2 separate regions of the Triticum aestivum genome follow, and region 2 is linked to region 1. The links are chromatin contacts, called in public Hi-C maps. All regions are on one chromosome and are shown on one strand. Each heading gives the region's core, a stretch centred on a gene start, on an enhancer-like site or on the middle of the called end of the contact. The rest is flanking DNA. Distances are from core to core; before and after follow the strand shown. Region 1 overlaps LOC123150906 (kinesin-like protein KIN-7D, chloroplastic). Region 2 holds the start of LOC123149057 (pantothenate kinase 1).

The links. Hi-C and Micro-C count contacts between places; a contact is called where the count stands out from the background.
Region 2: a Hi-C map of leaf shows a contact between it and region 1, with 2.8 times the contacts expected there. The contact joins the promoter of LOC123149057 here to the enhancer-like site in region 1. A contact is called at or near these places in 2 of 5 Hi-C or Micro-C datasets (both in leaf).

The regions. Positions count from the first base shown.
Region 1 is chr7A:125,971,189-125,977,086 of IWGSC CS RefSeq v2.1, forward strand. It overlaps LOC123150906 (kinesin-like protein KIN-7D, chloroplastic), which reads left to right. Exons shown (of 23, transcript XM_044570711.1): 17 at 1-176; 18 at 394-540; 19 at 616-735; 20 at 817-867; 21 at 1,440-1,487; 22 at 1,554-1,757; 23 at 2,201-2,945. The coding sequence ends at 2,716. Among protein-coding and RNA genes, the nearest start is that of LOC123150906, 9.7 kb to the left of the region's middle. Within about 2 kb of position 3,738, at least 2 of the 8 cell types and tissues checked have an H3K27ac peak or open chromatin away from gene starts, as enhancers often do. A contact at or near this core is called in leaf, where this site is marked.
Region 2 is chr7A:126,116,550-126,122,820 of IWGSC CS RefSeq v2.1, forward strand. It overlaps LOC123149057 (pantothenate kinase 1), which reads left to right and starts at 2,109. Exons shown (of 17, transcript XM_044568595.1): 1 at 2,109-2,424; 2 at 2,534-2,665; 3 at 3,124-3,164; 4 at 4,311-4,427; 5 at 4,620-4,739; 6 at 4,826-4,920; 7 at 4,996-5,089; 8 at 5,490-5,621; 9 at 6,270-6,271. The coding sequence starts at 2,304.

The DNA of each region.
Region 1 (5,898 bases), core at 2,488-4,987:
TGACCAAATCATTCACTGCTCCTCCAACACGTCTGGAGGATGGGATTAATTTTCTATCAGAACAGAGGACGTGGAATTCTATGCTTGATGAGAATGTACCAGCTGATTTTTTGAGCGTTGATCTTGGAATTCCTTCTGACAGCTCACCTGTAGAAGGAATACTGTCCGTACAAAGTGTGAGCACATTTTCCCTTCGTTTGCATTCCATTTAGACAAACAAAATGGGTTGCATTTCTAAACACAAAACGAAAAAGTAGGAGAAATACAGAAGATGAACTTTAGCAGACTGGGAATCAAAGCAAGTAATTGATATAAGTAGTCTAGTGCAAGCGTGCGTAGATAGCCTAAAAGCATGTTATCGTTTCACATAATCTGCTCTATTGTATGGCTCAGGTCAGCAGAAAAAGTGAAATCTTAGATGATGTTGATCTACTGAGGGAGCAGTTAAAGATTTCGTCAGGGGAGGCTGTGCTCCATGCAAACGTTGTAAAGCACCTCACAGAGGAAGCTGGAATAAGCGGAATGAACAAACAGATTGAGGTAAACCTCTCCCTGGTACACTTTTCGCTATTTTATTAGCACACTTGTTCTTCAAAATTGTGCCTTTGTCTGAAGATGGAAAAGATGGCCAATGATGAGATTAAATGCAAGCGGCAGATAATATCTTTGGAAAATCAAAATGTTCATTCAGTGTTAGACAGTCAAGAAAAGCTTGACACTTCAAAACTTTCATCGGTAATGTTTATGTGCACTATATGCGGTTTTGATCTTGCTCTTTTGATATGCATACATAACAGACTATTTCATTGTCTTCAGTATTACACTAAGATACTTAAGCAACTCAATGAGAAGGCCTTTCAACTTGAGGTATGGAGGCGTTCTACTGAATCTTTCCTCTTTTATTCTCTTCTTAATACAAATGTGACCAGTTTTTCTGCATGTTATGAATACTGTTTGATGAAGCTCAACCCTCTCTCGAAAAGAGCTATTTCAGCTTTTTATCAGAAAAATGGAATGAGCACTAAAGTTAAGGTATTTGAAACTACAAATTGCAATTGTCAGGTACAAAATTGTCCACATTAGCATATACTCCAAAAGAGGGGACACATACATGAAAACCAAAGTATTCCGAATTTCTGTAGTAAAACCATACTGAATCCATTGCGTTTTGAATTGGTGTAGTATTGTTGGGAAGGAGCACTGAAACTAGAAATTTTGATGCAGCGATTCCAAATTTTCAGTTATGTACTGGTGTTCTCTCACCCAAAATTGTATTTCCTTCACAAGAGAGCACCCCTTTGTTTACCCAAGTTGGCCTGCTATATGCTCATCCTCTCTTATTGAACTGTATGGCTGGTAACAAAAAAAGTTTGTATGTTGAATGTGCTGCTATAAGTTTCTTTCAGTTATTGCAAGGTCATTTTCTGTATGTACTGCAGGTGAAAACAGCAGATAACAGGATACTGGAAGACCAGCTAGAGAAAAAGGTTATATTTGATTATATGTTTAGAAATAAGCGCAAAAGTTTGTAATTTACAAGTTTTCTTTATCAGGCAATCGAATGTGAAGAGTTGCGAGAAACGGTTGTTTACTTGAAAGAACAGATCGTCCAAGCTCTTCAAATTGACGAGTTTTTACCAGAAAGAATCAGATTGCAGCAGCAAACAGGCATCGGCCATGACGTTGGATCGCAAGTTCATAATGATAATCCATTATCCAGTGATGTGTCTGAAAAGCCACTGGAAAACACATCACAGGTTTGGCTTGTCTCTACACTCTGGTCCATCATCCTTCCGTTCAGATGCAAGTCCAGTTTTCCTATCCTCTGAACTGAAGCCTATATAGCCCGGTGCTTGGCACATGTATTCTGTGTGTCATGCATCTGATGATAAGATTGGCCTAGATGACATTATACCTTTTGCCCTTTGCTTGTCATGATACTGCACGTACACTTGTCATGTCCTTAGTTATTGCTAATTAGCAATACAGTTTTTAGTTTTCTTCAATTCCAATATAATCCTGCAAATTAGTGCTTCAAAACAGGCATCACACAATTAGCCTGTCGCGGATGCTGCTCTTCCATTTATCTAATACGGCACATTACCTCTTTTTAGTTTATACGTTACTCATTTAGCTAGTTTATGTGATTGGGGACCAAAAGTATATATGGTGCTCTTATGTTACTTGTATTCCTCTTCAGTCAGAGATCGGCGAACTGAAGCAGAGATTGTGCGAACTGACTGAAGTCAAAGCTCAGCTAGAGGCCCGTAACCAGGAACTTCTGGAGGAAAGCACGTACGCCAAGGGCCTGGCCTCAGCCGCGGGTGTGGAACTGAGAGCACTTTCTGAAGAAGTCACCAAGCTCGTCAAGCAGAACGAGAAGCTCGCCGGCGAGTTGGAGTCGGCGAGAAACTCGACTCCACGAAGAGCAAGCCATAGCCCGAAGGCAGCTCGAAAGGGCGGCCACATCGAACGGCACGAACCGGGTGGTAAAAGGGACACGAACTCAAGCAGCCAGAGGGAGCAAGCTCTGGAGGCCATGCTCGTGGAGAAGGACCAGAGAGAAGCTGAACTTCAGAAGAAAATCGAGGAGTCGAAGCAGAAGGAGGCGTTCCTGGAGGGCGAGCTCGCAAATATATGGACCCTGGTGGCGAAACTGAGGAAGGCTGAGGGAAATTGCGAAGATGATTCAGATGCCATACACACGATTGTATAGTGGACCACAAGCCACGACCCTCGAGATTATCCAATTGATGATGGTAGCGATAGTCGTTTGTATATATATGATCACCCGATCTTCGGTACGTGTGTTGTGCTTGCAGGTTGTGGGGGTTTTGTGTGTAAGAGAACTGTACCTGTACCATGGTGTGAATGAGTTTGTATATTTGTGGAATACTCGTTTTTAGTGCAAATCAGTGGGTATCGTGATGCAGGTTTTATGCCTATGCTGTGATGATTGTATTGCACTTTAGCTACAATGTCAGTCAGCTGAATTTCAAATTCGAGTCAGTTGATTTTGAATGAAGGAAGGAGAAGGAAGGGCCTTGCCTGAGAGAAAGAAAAGGCTCGCCGTCATCATCCCATTTTCTATCTTAGGGCTTAGGGTGGGGCTTTGCCGAAGGAAAAAAATGGACATTGACGGGGCTAGAGGGATGGCCGTGGGCGGCGGCAAGACCGGTGGTGGGGGTAGGTTGAGGGGAGGGCGCTACGGCGTGGCGGTGGCAGCATGAAAAATATGCGATCTGGAAAACGCATGGAGGAAGAAGGCATAATCTGGGCTGTTTGTTTTTCATCTAACACTTCAAACTGATCCAGGCCAAATTGACTGGCCCAAATCAAAATTTCAGTTCGATTCCCATTGCGGGTCTGATTGGTGACTGCAACTTTTGGTCATTGGCGACCGGCAATGTAGCGTAGTACGTGGAATGTGGTTATACGTTCAGTGTTGTGTCTTACAATCAACTTCAAACATACGAGTATGTATGGAGTATCTTGTTTCCTGTTCATCGCAAAGAAGCGTACGCGGCCCGTTTCCTTTGCCAAACACTTTTCTGGTTATCGTGTGGCCACGGGTGCGAGCTATCTCTCCTTGGTCGTCGGCCGAACTGGAGCCGCAGCTGGCCGTTGGTGGCCATCGTTATCGAACAGAGAAAGCAACGGCGACGGCTCCCATCGGTGAGGTCAGGTCAGATCACAGGGACCGCAGACTTCTTCATCCTGTGCAGTGCAAGGCAGGCAAGCAGGCACCGGCCAGGTCGTGGAAACGAGGCGCAGAGCAACTTTACAAGCGCATCTGGACAAGCCACCCTCGCCGGTCGCCGCGCCACGCCGAAAGTCCCGCTTTTACGTGCCGCCGCTGCGGTTCGTTGACGCCGCCGCCGCCATGCGTGCGTGCGTGGCGAAGCGACATTGCCCTGTAACATCGTCTACTGATCTACAGTACATACTGTGGCAGAAGTGGCAGCTTGCAAGTCAAGCCTGGTGCATGCAGTGGCTCCCTTCTTCTGTTTTTCAACGTCGATGGGGGTCATGGGGACGCAAACAGTGCGTGAAAGTGAAACATGCCGCAGGGCCGCGGTTTTCAAACTTAGCCTGCAGTGTCGTGGAGTGCAAGTTTGTAAGTTATTTGCTCTGGCTTTGGACTGGTCCGTTTCAGAGCAGCTGCAGCCTGCAGGTCAGACTTGGCGAAACCGAAACACGAAATCGCGTATACAAAACTACGGAGGCTCTGCTGATCTAGCCGTGTAACATGTTCCTTGTACTGTTTCTCGCGGGCTCGCATATACTACGTCCATGCACGGCATGCACCCCGAAAAGTTGGCGGGGTCGCCGCGCGCATGTGCGTGCGTCCGGCGACCCCCTCACCCACGATCAGGGCAGGCCGCCAAATGATTGCAGGAATAATAGTGGAGCAAGTATGCGTCTGTACACTACGCAACAGCAGCAATAATATACTCACTTTGAAGTACCAACGGAAATCGGATGATAACCGCCTTTTCCATGTACGATAATTGTAGGCGTGAGCGTAGTGAGTGCACGATCAACCGCCCAAAGGTATCATCAAAACTCAAAAGCCCCATCTGGTGACAAAGATCCCCGACTTTTGCCATCACCTAAAGTACTTGCGGCACCTATGAGGCTATGACACAGGCAAGGCACTACGGGCGACAGCGACGCCGAGGACACTTTCCAAGGACCCTCGTCGTCGTACTACCTAGCAGACGCCGTCGCCGCTCCATTGGCTCGCATAATCGTTGGGCAGCGGTAATTTACGCCGGCCCCTAGGGTCAACTACTTTGACGACCGGAACAGGCAAACAGAGACAGTGAAGGCTGGAGTGGTCGAGTGGGCGTAAAAAAAACTGTTCATTTCCAACTGCCCATTTCCATTAACTTCTTAGCGGAAATATAAAATCCGTCTCTGTGTCATATTGCAATACATGCGACATGAAAAGGCAATGTAAACATCACGACGATCTCCATACGAGGCCTCCACAACCTCCATATTTGGAGGCTACGAGGTCATTTTATGATAGAGCTTCATATATTTTGGCGATCTTGATGCATATGACGGCTCTGCTAGAGTGTTCTTTGTGTGTCGATCATCATACTAGCGACTATTATAGCGATGATCAAACATATATGACACAACTGCTATCTGTGGTGCTTAGGAGGAGGAGGTGTTGGGAAGGGAGATGTCGGCATGTCGCAGCAGATAAATGTGCTCGGAAGGAAGCAATGCAAGAGACAGAGGCACTCAGGGGAGGCATTATGCACGCATGGGCGAGCTATGAAGGGGAGGTGCCGTAGAGGAAGCGCTGCTTGCGGAGGAGCTCGGGAAGGAAGAAGGTGGCCAGGGTGGGCACAACTTGACAAGACCAAGGCATCGGCCGAGAGATACCAATTGCCCGGTTTTGGATCAGGGCCCTTGCAGAATGGCATCTAGGCAACGCCGATATGGCCGTCGCAAACGACGAGATGGCCTCTTCCCTTCCGATGATTTCTGCTCTTGACGGCTAGTTCTGTGTGAGTAGGTCAGTAGAGTGTTGGATGGCGATCATGCGGTGACATAGTGCACCGACGTCTAGGCGTGGTTGTGAAGGTGCTGGTTTAAAAACAAATTCCGACAGGAAGGCCTTACGGTTGGCTTTATTAACATCAAATAATGCTTACATCATCCGCAAGGTAACGAGAGATAAAACTAGGGGGTGAGTCCGACCACACAGACGGTGGATCAACACGTCCCTGTTGAGCTAAAGAATGAGCTACAATATCCGACTCTCTATTACAAAATTCAAAAAAGACATTCCGGACCTCATTACTTAACTATCGACATTCTTCCAGTACTGGGTCAGCAACCATAGAATAGCCTGTGTTGAGATTCATAGCATCCACAACA
Region 2 (6,271 bases), core at 859-3,358, 140 kb after region 1:
CGAAGATCTGCTTGCATAATTCATGATTATACATGGCCCACGTCTGAAGGTCTGAATGTATGCCTCTTCTCTTATTCTTAGTTGTACGGATACTCCCATAAGCGACTAAAACATTATAAATTATTATGCTAGAAGGAATAAATGCACTCTAGGACAATGCAATGATATCTAAAGGAATTGTCTTCAATCTCCCGCGAGCATCTTGGAGATTATTTTGTATGTAACATTGCATATGCTACTGGGTGATTAGTTTTGGTGCATCAACCTTTGAAACTAGGACAAATTGTAGTATGGCTCTAATTTTCTAGAATAAGCTTATTATTAATTGTTGCAAGAACTTCATAGGTGATCTCCTTCCCAACGAGATGAAAATCCTCTTGAAAAATATGGCGTGTGGGACATTACTCCCAGGGACCTTTAGATCGCCAACTCCGAAAACATCATTCTTCACATCATTTGCCCATAACGGGGCTACCAGGTGGTTATTCATATCCTGAGCAACTCACAACACAATCTTATCCAGGATAGCATGGTTAGTACCAAGGACTTTCGATGAACAAAGATGACGAAAATAATCCCGAATAAGCAGCCTCAGTAGGTCATTGCCTTCCATCCAACTGTCTTGGCCATTTTCCAGTTTTATGATATGATTGTGTCTCTTCGTCTTTGACGTGAAACCATGTTTTTTTGGAATTCCAATCGTTGTTCTTCAATTAGTTCACACAAGCCATTTACCACTAGTGGATCTCCTCTTATTCTAGCATCTTTCCAGTTTCACTTGTGAGTTCCTCTTTCTCCACTTTAGTCTCAATGTATTATAGGGCTACACATCACCCTTTAGATCTCTTGCCGAACCTTATGCAAAAAATTTGTGGTTCCTTCAGTAACATGTTGTCACACTCGTGAAGCCCAACGCAGAGGTAACCTAACTTAGGCAGCACGCCACCGGTGGACTCACGTATACCCGCCTCCCCCTAGTCATCTGATACGGCATTAGCAAAACTTGTTTCCAGAAGCCAGTACGCTTCAAACCACTTCTTTCTCTGAGTACCATTTAGTTCTGTAGCATAGTGATCGGTATCTGGCAGTAATGGTCGGTGATCCAATCCATTGAACCCCATGTTCATAATGGCGGTTGTCGGGAACAATTGTCACCAACTTTCAGTAGCTACCTTGCGATCAAGGCACTCGCGTATAGCTCCAGACGTCGACGTAAACTCGTCCCCTACGTAGCTGACATCCTTCAGCTCACAATCATCCAACACATCATGAAACGCTTGCACGTACAGTCGTGAGTGAGGGTCCCACACACCACTCACAAGAATGGAGAATTTCATTGAAGTCCCCAATAAACAATTAAGGCAGACCATGTGGTATTTTCAGCTCTCATACGTTTGCACGCTTGTACTTTTTCGGCAGTTGAATTCTCTATACATACCCACAAAACGGCATACTTTATCAACATCTTACGTGATCAATTCACTGTACATTCTCACAAAATGGCATACTTTATCAACATCTTCATTGATTCATTCTCCATACGCTCCCACAAAACGCCATACCTTACAACATCTTCTGTGACCCATCCTCGGTACATACCCACAAAACGCCGTACCGTATCATCATCTTACGTGTTCCGTATATCAACAAGGCAGGACTCATCCATAATGGCGAAGGTCTGCTTACATGGTTCATGTTTATACATTGCCCGTGTCTGAATGCCTACAATGTAACCAGTATTGCATAGGTATTAAAAAAAATCTTGCAGTAGCTCACATACAAATGTACATGTACACAACAAAGAATAAAGTCAGAAATTTTCGACATTTGAGATGCTTCCATGGAGCCCAAGATCCATTATTATGATGTTTTCAATTCCCACTTGAACGCAAGTTGCCATTCCTTTGGAGTAGCCAACAGCCCAACACTGTCCAAGTTCCAAGCTATCACTGTCCAAATTAAAAAAGAGGCCCGGCAAGGCAGGAGACTTGGCTGGCTTGCCTGGCACCCAAATCCAATCCAAATCCCAATCCGACCTGTTTACTCCGACCCTCCTTCTATTCTTCTTGGCCTCTGACTGACTCTGGCTGGGATCTCTCATCATCCACCACCCACCCACCCTGCCCTGCCCTACTGCTCACCCACCAGCGCCCAGCTGCGATCGCACCAGCTAGCCGCCTGCCTGCCTACTACTACTCCACTTCCCCGCAAAGTCCAAGCGCGGCAGTCAAACGCGACGAGGAGGCGCGGCACGGCAGCCAAATGCGCGCGTGATCCCCGAGGGGCCGGCGATCCGTGCTGCAATGGGCCGCCAGATCGACCTCTCCGGCGCGGAGATCCGCGCCGACCCAGGCGACGGCAGCCCGCCCATCTTCCTCCCCCGCCAGCCCGCCGCCTCCCCGCTCCTCGCCCTCGACATCGGAGGTAATTCTTAATTTTTTATAAGCTCCCGGCTGCTTCTGAATTCTGGATTTCCGGCTGGTCTCGGTGGTCTTTATGCTGCTGGCTGAGGGCGAGGGTGCCGCGGTCGCAGGGACCCTGATAAAGCTGGTGTACACGGCCAGCTGCGGCGGCGAGGAGGAGCTGCGGTTCGCCAAGTTCGAGAGGCGGAGGCTCGACGACTGCTTCGACTTCGTCCGGGCACAAGGCCTCCTCGGTTGCAATGGTATGCACCTCGCTGGCTGCAGCGCCGAATTGATTGATTCTTCTTTACCTCATTTGGCTTCCTGGCACGGTTAATCACGCAATGTGGAGATTGGAGAATTGGGTGACCCTGCTCCGCTGGAAAATAAGTAGGATAGGATGGCTTTGATCAGCAGCTGTTACTTGCTCGTGAGCTAGGGTGTTCTTCAGAGCATTCAGAAGTTTGTTGCTGTCGACTTGTAGCTCATGATCAATTTTAGGACGAGGGGAATCTAGAATTTAGCTGTTGACAACAGTTACGGCATTTGCAATTGCTCTTTTCTGCGATGCAAACACAGTTTTTTACTCTGTTTTCACTCTGTCAAGTTTCAGCTTCTGCCCAACTAAAAAAAAAGGTTTCAGCTTCTGTTGTTTGATGATTTAGTTATGTGTTGGAGTTTTATCTTTATCATGGGTTGAAGTGTAACATTCTCATGCCAGGGACAACGACAGGGTCAAGCAAAGAAAATATGACACTGAAGGTATGATTTGTTTTTCTTGTGTTAGCAAGTAGCAACGACCTTTTGGGCTTATGACCCACAAGATGAATACGTTAATAAAAATGGAGATCATTTATGCAGTTAGCACTTGGAAGTTCTTATCTATTTATTTGCGGTAACTTGTATGACCTGCTTTACCTCTTCTCTTACCCAAAATGTAAATTTTCAAATGACACATTCATTCTGCACCAGTGCCTTGGACAGTTACATGGGATTTGGTTCGCTATCAACATCCCTGAAACTCTATAAGACTATTTATTAGTGCTCCTGTCAACATCCACCAAAATCATTCTTACCAGTTTCAATTTATTGTTAAAAATAATTCTTGAAATTAATGTTCATGGACCCACGCTATCGATAATAAATACTCTTATAGAGTTGCAGAATAAATTCTTGTCGTCAGGCAACAGATTATAACTGTTTTTGGTGCACCAGGGAACACAGATATCACCTCCTGAGTTAATACTTGGCATACTTGTAGGCTTTAGCTGAGGCAAATCCCTCGTTTATTCCACTGCCCAAAGTATCATAATTGCAAACACAAGAATGCCGAATGATATGCACTTGTGAATTCTGATTGCTTGAATACCATATGCAAATATCTTAAATGAATAATGTGGAGCGTATTAATGTCGGTTTGCACTTTGGCAAAATCCAGATCCACTAAAATCATTCTTACTATTTACAATTTATTGTTAAAAATAATTCTTGAAATTAATTTTCATGGACCCACGCTATCACTAATAGATACTCCTAAAGAGTTGCAGGAACAAACTTTTGTCGCCAAGCGACAGAGTGTAACTGTTTTTGGCGCGTTTAGGAAACATAGATTTCGCCCCTAGAGTTGAGACTTGTGCATACTTGTAGCTGAGGCAAAACCCTCGGCAACTCGGCTGCCCCAAGTATCAATAATTGCAAACACAAGAATGACCAATGACGTGTGCTTGTGAATTCTGATTTCCATATTGAATATACCTTTGCTTGAGAATTTAGAGCTTAATATTGTCTGTTTGTGTTTTGTATTACAGCCTTGTTTAATGTTTAACACGTACCCTTGTCATTTTATTTTGTATTGTTTGATTGTAAAATAGCTTGACCAGAATCGACTGTAATGGAGATCATTTGCAGGCAACAGGTGGTGGATCATATAAATTTGGTGATGATTTTCGGCAAAAATTAGGTGTTAGTCTTGACAAGCTTGATGAAATGGACAGTGTTGTTTCTGGAGCAAACTTTTTGTTACAGGTGAGTTGTAAGCTGCTCTCATCATACCACATACCTTCTCATTTGGATTTTGAACTTTAAAAATTCTTTCACATTGTAACACTGCTTAAAATATGGTTCTTTCCGGTTAATATTTTGTAAGGTATTACTGCATTCTTGATATTTATTTCTCATTTAGATCTGGTTTTCCATTTAACTGATGCTTCCTTGCAGAATGTTCCTGGCGCAGCCTTCACACACATGAGTGGAAAGAGGAACTCGATTGATATTTCCCCAGATAACTTGTTTCCTTACCTTCTTGTGAACATTGGCTCAGGAGTTAGCATATTAAAGGTTGCACTTCTTCGTCATCATGATTCTCATATGGAAATACAGCAGAATGCAGCTCATATAACCATGTGTTATCAAGTATAATGCAGGTCACTGGAAATAGAAAATTTGAAAGGGTAACTGGGACACATATTGGTGGCGGTACTATGTTTGGGTTAGCAAAACTATTAACAGGCTGCAAGAGGTAATGTGTTTCCTTTTGCATCATAAATATCTTGGTTTACATATTTTTCCCACTAATATATTATTGTTCTCTTAGTTATGATGAATTCCTGCAATTAAGCCAGAAAGGGGACAATTTTGTACTTGATCTAGTTGTGAAGGATATATGCGGGGAGCTTGCCTGCCAGAAGGTTTTCCGTCACCCTCCTTGCCTTGTTGTTGCAGTTCTATGTACTTGCCTTTTTATTTTGTGGTAGTTTTGGTAGGCCAGTAGTGCCCTAGTGTGTTGGTCAATTCTGTCAGACTTGAATATTTGCTAGGAGAATATTGATAGTTTCATTGCTTGCTTATGATTCTGTTACTACTTGGCGGTATAAATACTTATGCTTACCTTGAATTAACTTATTCATCAAGATTGCTTGGAAAGCAATATGTCTACTGGGAGCATTGTCTTTAGAATAATTGATGAAGCACATTGAAATCTTTATCTTGAATATTTATATTGTATTAAAAATATTAATTCTTTCGCATACCATGAATGAGCATTGGTCCTTATAGATTACTGATTTATCCTTTCCTAATATGTTTCAGCAAGGACTGTCAACTTCGACTCTTGCTTCTAGCTTTGGAAAAGTTATTACTTCTATGAAAAAGCTAGCAGATTACAAGCCTGAAGACCTTGCATCCGCATTGTTGAGTGCCTTTACTTACAATATTGCACAAGTGAGTTTATGTTATGTGCTCCCGCATGTTATTAAATTATACTTATTGTCTCAGCTACTCATAGCTGTTTACATGGATGGCACTCAACCTCGCTTTATTGGAAGAAAAGAAAAACTAAGCAGACATGCTTGTTGATCTGAAGAAGAAATGCATAGTAGTATAACGACTTTTACTGGAGAGAAGAGGCATAGGGTTTACTCATTCAATGTCACAAAGTGTTTTTTATCTCAAGACAAATTGTTTCAGTAAAATCATTTTGATTTTGTTTAAACGGCCTTAAGCATGTTATTAATAGGAATAATTGCATTATAAGAAAGTACATTTTATGGGGTACTTTCACCGAATGTTGCTTCCGTAGTCCCTGATGCCTAGTATAGAAAAGACTGAAGAGCTGTGTGGTTTTTCAGTCTGCTTCATCTTCTCCAGCCTGGTAGCTTAGGCATGTATGGGGGCATTATGCTGCGATTGATCTCTCCTTTTTTTCTTTGCTTAGTAGTTGTAAAAGACATTATGGTTTCTGGTAAATGAAACCGGAGGGGGAGCCCCTTATTAAAAAAGGGTACTTTCACGGTTTCCCCTATTGGTGCTGGTCTATTGTTGTCTATTGAAATATGGGTTCATATCACACTCTTCGTATGTGTCCTGCAGAT